2 separate regions of the Mus musculus genome follow, and region 2 is linked to region 1. Evidence: chromatin contacts called from public Hi-C data. All regions are on one chromosome and are shown on one strand. Each heading gives the region's core, a stretch centred on a gene start, on an enhancer-like site or on the middle of the called end of the contact. The rest is flanking DNA. Distances are from core to core; before and after follow the strand shown. Region 1 holds the start of Ypel4 (yippee like 4). Region 2 overlaps P2rx3 (purinergic receptor P2X, ligand-gated ion channel, 3).

Evidence for each region. Hi-C and Micro-C count contacts between places; a contact is called where the count stands out from the background.
Region 2: a Hi-C map of erythroblasts shows a contact between it and region 1, with 2.8 times the contacts expected there. The contact joins the enhancer-like site here to the promoter of Ypel4 in region 1. A contact is called at or near these places in 7 of 39 promoter capture datasets (the 3T3-L1 cell line, 3T3-L1-derived adipocytes, the HPC-7 cell line and 3 more), 1 of 15 datasets of contacts at CTCF or cohesin (the NIH/3T3 cell line), 3 of 484 Hi-C or Micro-C datasets (the G1E-ER4 cell line, erythroblasts and granulocyte-monocyte progenitors), 1 of 115 datasets of contacts at active chromatin or transcription factors (memory CD8 T cells) and 2 of 9 other capture datasets (adipose tissue and liver).

What each region holds. Positions count from the first base shown.
Region 1 is chr2:84,732,872-84,735,571 of GRCm38.p6, reverse strand. It overlaps Ypel4 (yippee like 4), which reads right to left and starts at 1,368. Exons shown (of 5, transcript NM_001005342.2): 1 at 1,279-1,368.
Region 2 is chr2:85,011,497-85,014,196 of GRCm38.p6, reverse strand. All of the region lies in intron 8 of P2rx3 (purinergic receptor P2X, ligand-gated ion channel, 3), which reads left to right. Among named protein-coding and RNA genes, the nearest start is that of Gm39868, 21 kb to the right of the region's middle. Within about 2 kb of position 1,341, at least 46 of the 459 cell types and tissues checked have an H3K27ac peak or open chromatin away from gene starts, as enhancers often do. A contact at or near this core is called in adipose tissue and erythroblasts, where this site is marked.

The DNA.
Region 1 (2,700 bases), core at 119-2,618:
AAGTGTCTTCTGTTAACTCCGATAAGCAGGTGATGTGCCTCTGCCTCTCTAGTGGAGCATCCTGCAGCTGTAGGTGGGGTGGCCTGTGTCTCCTTCAGAGATGCCCGCTAAGTGCTCTCGTGATGCTAGACCACCAAGCAGAGGAGGCAGCACAGCTTCAGTTACCCACATAAACAGTCTGTTCTCCTGTCCTCCATGGTGGCCATGAGCACCCGATTCTTCTACTGTCTCGAAGGGCTGTCATGCAGTCTCCACAAATCCCCCTGGGTGAGACCATCTTCAGTTTTTGGTCCTCTACTGTTGTCTTGAGTCCCAGGAAGACACCTTGGGCTTAGTTCAGGGTGACATTGTATTCTGGCCCTTCTTGCTACAGTTCAGCATCACTTCCATGATCTTCCTTCAAGTTTGCCTGTAGTTCACCTCAAGGTGCCACCTTGAAACACCTACTTCAAGGGACCAGGAGATGCCAGGTTTGCCCCCTCCCGCTATCTTCTTCCCTAGCCCTGTCCTTCTGTCACTGTCACGCCTCCCTCCCTGTCCCTTTCTGCTTCTCTGTCCAGCAGAGGAGAAGCTGCAAAGGACAAAAAAATAAAATTAAATTAAAAAATCATAAAAAGGAGAGTTGGGGTCACTTCTCCCATTTCTGCCCTCTCTCGTCATGGGGTGAAGCAAATCGGGGAAATTACTGAGGTCAGAAAACAAAACAAAGGTGAGTGCTGGGAAGAGGACGAGTCCCTGAAGCTGAGATGAGGCTGGACTGTGGGAGGTGGGGGGAGCAGAAGGGCTTGTGCCTGGGAAGACTGGCAACTGAGAGCCTAAGTGACAAGGCAGAGACAGGTGGAACCAGGTGCGAATCCAGTGCCTCTCAGGGAATAAAAAGGGGAGGGGGACTTGTGCTCACAACGGATGTATTCAATTGCTTTGAGTTTTCGCCTCCCCCTGGACCAGGCATTTTCAGTATGGTATGGTCCGAATAATTAGCAGAGCAGCCAGCTCCCAGGGCTGACTCTGGGGGTCTGCACCGGTAGCAAAAACAATAAACAGTGATGTCTGATGCCGCAGCCAAAGTTGCCGGGAAATAAGTGCGAGAGAATCGTCAGAGCTTGGGGAAGGATGGAGGAGCTGAGAGAGAGGAGGGAGCGGAGGCAGCAGGGAGGGGGAAGGGAGGACAAAGGGTGGATGAATAATGCTTTTGCAAAGGAGAGAAAGCAACACACAGCAGGAAGAGGTAATTTGCGAAGGGGAAAAATTGATTTGGAGAAGGGCTGCCCCCCTCACCTTGAGGTCTGCTCCAGAGATCTCCGTCTATCTCTTTCAATCTCTCTGTTCACTCTTCTCTCTTCTCTGTTGGTTCCTTCAATTGGGAAGGGGATGGGATTGGGGGAGGGTAGTTGAGGGGCTGAGGTCTGGGACTGCAGGCTGGACAGCTGCTGGGGGGCAGAGGTTGCCTCTTGCTCTGTACCTCGGTCTGTGGGTAAATGTGGCTGTGTGTTGTGGAACTGCATCATAACACTGTGAGTCATCCAACCCCCCACCCCCCTCACCTCCCACGTCAGAGCAGGGCTGGGAGACACAGGAGGCGGGTTGAGAGGGAGGGAGGGGGCAGGCATCAAGGGACCAGGCTAGAGGGGTGATGTTAGGGAGTGGGGGCAGAGAGATGGCTGGCATAGGGGTGTCGATGTAGGTGGTAAGGAAAAGGAGAAATAGGTTGTTAAGGAGCAAGGCTGTGTGACCAAGGAAACGGAACCCGAAGAAGGGCAGGGATGGAGTGAGGGTGGCAGGGAGGGAGCAAGGATGGTGAAGTGAGGTGGATCTAGAGAGAGCCAGGAAGTACACTCGCACTCAACATGATACATTTCCACTTCAACTCTGACATCAGCTCTGATGCAGGGTAAGGTAAAGAAGGATATATTAATTGTCATGGTTGACAAACCAGGCTCTCAAATGTGTTCAGTACTGAGTACTTGGAAGCTTTAATGTCCATTTCATGGCCCCAAAGAAGCCATAGGTCAAATATGACATCTTAAACCCAGGAACCTCTTATCAACTCCCTCCAAACGGTTTGTGCTGCCAATGGAGACACCTATGTGACATGAGGTTCTTAACAGAGCTGTGAACTTTCAGATCCTCAGGGGAACTTCACTCTGCATCCCAAGACTGCAGTGTCTATTGCAAAGTCCAGCATGCTGAAGATATTTGCAAAATAGTTGTTTGCTTTCATCTTCAGACAAGGGCTATGTGTCTGGCTTTGATATCCAAGACACCGGTGTTGAAATCTTAGCTTTGCCAATTATTCACCAGGAACCCTGGGCAAATGACTAATCCTCCTGCACTATACAATTCCTCTTCTGACCAGTGAAGCTAATTCTATTTACCTCCAGAAGAAGTGACTATGTGAGACAGCTTGTAAATTTCCAAAGTGCCTGACATATGATAGGCACTAAGTAAAGAGTAATGAAATTTTAGGTTGTTCCCTCCTTTTGTACTTAACTTTTTTTTGGGGGGGGGTGGTGTTCGAGACAGGGTTTCTCTGTATAGCCCTGGCTGTCCTGGAACTCATTTTGTAGACCAGGCTGGCCTCGAACTCAGAAATCTGCCTGCCTTTGCCTCCTGAGTGCTGGGATTAAAGGCGTGCACCACCACGCCTGGCCTGTACTTAACTTTTAAAATTAGCATTCTAAATTGAATTTTGTTATGGGT
Region 2 (2,700 bases), core at 92-2,591, 280 kb before region 1:
CTTAGCATGCCCAAGGCTGTGGTTCTGAGGTCAGTCCCTAGCATGTCACTAAAAGATATTTGTCTGCAAATATAAGACTCACAGGAAGTAGTGACATGGGCCCCCTTTCTCTCATATAGTTCTGTTACCCTCACAGGAAATTAGCATCCTAGATGGGGGCAGGTAGGTCCTTCCAGCTCCGTATACATTTGTACATATGCAATCTAAAATTCCATGTCTTTGAAGACCTCAAAAGCTCACCTCTGTTCCTTATGTTAAGAGCCCTGAACGGTGAACCTGTGAAACCCTTTCTTTCACACCTGTGCTTCTGACCTCATTCACAGATCACCACACCCTCCCACGCAGAAAGGTTTTGAAACTTGTCAGAAATGACCCACCTTCACCAAGGCTCAAAGCCAGAGTCTTGGTCTGTATTCATTCCTTCTAACTTACCTTCAACTATTATGACTTGCCAACAACACACAAATGTAGTAACTGTAAGATTACAGTGCTGATTAGTAGGGGGAAAGCAGAAGCACTTTTTAAAACTCCTTCACCTTTAGTAAAGAATTTTTTTTTAATTCACTTTACATCCCACTCACTTTCCCCCTCTCCGTTACCCCCTCCCACATTCCTCCCCCCCCTCCATCCTCCCTCCTCTTCTCCTCCAAGAGATTGGGGCCCTTTGGATATCCCTGCACCCTGTCACATCAAATCTTTGCAAGGCTAGGCACATCCTCTCCCACTGAGGCCCGGCAAGGCAGCCCAGCTAGAAGAACATATCCCATGGACAGGCAACAGCTTTGGGGATAGCCCCAGCTGCAGTTATTCAGGACCTACATGAAGACCAAGCTGCACATCTGCTACATATGTGCAGGCAATGATCCAGCCTGTGTAAGTTCTTTGGTCAGTAGTTCTGTCTCTGAGGACTCCAAGGGTCCAGGTTAGTTGACTCTGTTGGTTGTTCTGTGGAGTTCCTATCCTGTTTGGGGCCCACAATCCTTCCCTTATTCTTCCATAAGAGTCCCCAAGCTCCATCTACGAACAGAAGCACTTTTCATGATGTCTGGTTTCTCAGTTTCCCTCTAAGAGTTCCTAAGACAGCATTGCTCCGAAAAGGCAGCTCAATTTTGGATTTCCTCTCTTGGTGTCTGGGACAAAAAAAAAAAAAAAAAAAAAAAAAGGCCTGTTCATCTGCTAGCTGTTCCTCGCGTGCTAGGTGTTTCCAGCAGGCGCTCTGTGTTGGAAACGCACCCACAGCAGCTTTCTCAAAACGCAGAGTTGGCCTGGTTCCGCTACCATATCACAGCGTGCAGATCACTGAGCTCCTCGGCCAACTGAAAGAGTCAGAGCTGAAGTGGGCCCTGGCGCTCGTCACTTCTCTACAGTCTGCATTTCCCCTCCTCCTTCCAAATGCCACAGGACATGTGTCTTTAAAGGCAGCCACTTCAGTCCTTTTCACAGAAAACCATACCGTTGGAAGGCCTCTTCCGTGGGGTATGTTTTTTTGTCGCCATGATCCTTTTCGCTCCTCACCATCCTGTGGTAGTAATGAGAGGGCCAGTGGTCCTGGGTGGACCCAGCCTTTTCTAATGTGTGTTTCCATCCTGTCAGCACAGCAACTGATGTTGTTAGTAGAAAATAGGATCGAAAACTTTTTGAGTGCTGACCAAGGAACTAAGAGGGTTATCTTCTCACCTCTGAGGAACTCTGGGCCTCAGAGTCTCCTTTATCTAGCCAAGGCCACATACCTTATATAGTGCCAGAGAAGGTATTCAAAGACTGGGCCGCTGGCCTCACAACCTACACTTGCAGCTACAGATAACATAGCAGGACCAGTAAGGTTGCCTCCCACGCCCTGCTTGCCCATGTGGCCCAGACTAGCCTACAGCTCATGTGACCCAGGATAGCTAGCTTCTAACTCACAGTAATCCTCCTACTTTCCTGATGCCTAGATGACAGGTGTGGGCCGCTCCAGCCAGCTAGTAATGTGCTTTTAAAAATCAACAGCAGACTTTTTAAATGGCTGCTTTTGCAATTAATCAGGTCCCTAGACTCTTAAGTAAATAAACTTGGCTTCAGGCCTGTCTCTCAGGGGAGGAGTCCCAGCAGGCTCTAAGGATGTGGCCCCCGTCCCAGATGCAAAGAGACTGCCAGGCGATATTTTCCTATCGGTACGGAATCAACTGTAAAAGTGTATTTCAGCTGGCAAAATGACTTCCCAGCAGGCAAAGCTTTGCTGAGAACAGCACCTCCTTCACAGAGAAACCCAAATTCCAGGCCCAACTCTTCCTTCCCAAGTCAAACCCGGATCCTGCATGTTTATTGCTGTTTTTCCTGCTGGTTTAACAGTTTTGAGTCCTGCTTTAGAAAGGAGTTTCCACTACTCTATGGGAGGACAAATCATTTCTAAACAGATATATGAGTGCTTCCAAGGGATTTGTGCACCGTGTTAAAAACCCTTCTCCATTCAGCAAACACTGCTGAATGTCAGCTCGGCATGGGGAAGCCCTTGCAATGGCTGGCACTACTCAAAGATAAATTTGGCTGCCTGCTTCCTTGCACAGGAGTGTTCAGGCCTCAGGGATGAAAACTCTTACAGATAATGATGAGATGACTTTGAAGGTCTCTTTCAGCTTCTAGTTCTATCACATGCTGAGCTTCATGGTGGACAGAGAGTTGAAAGAGGCAAGTTCCTGTGATCAAGGGAATGATAAACCT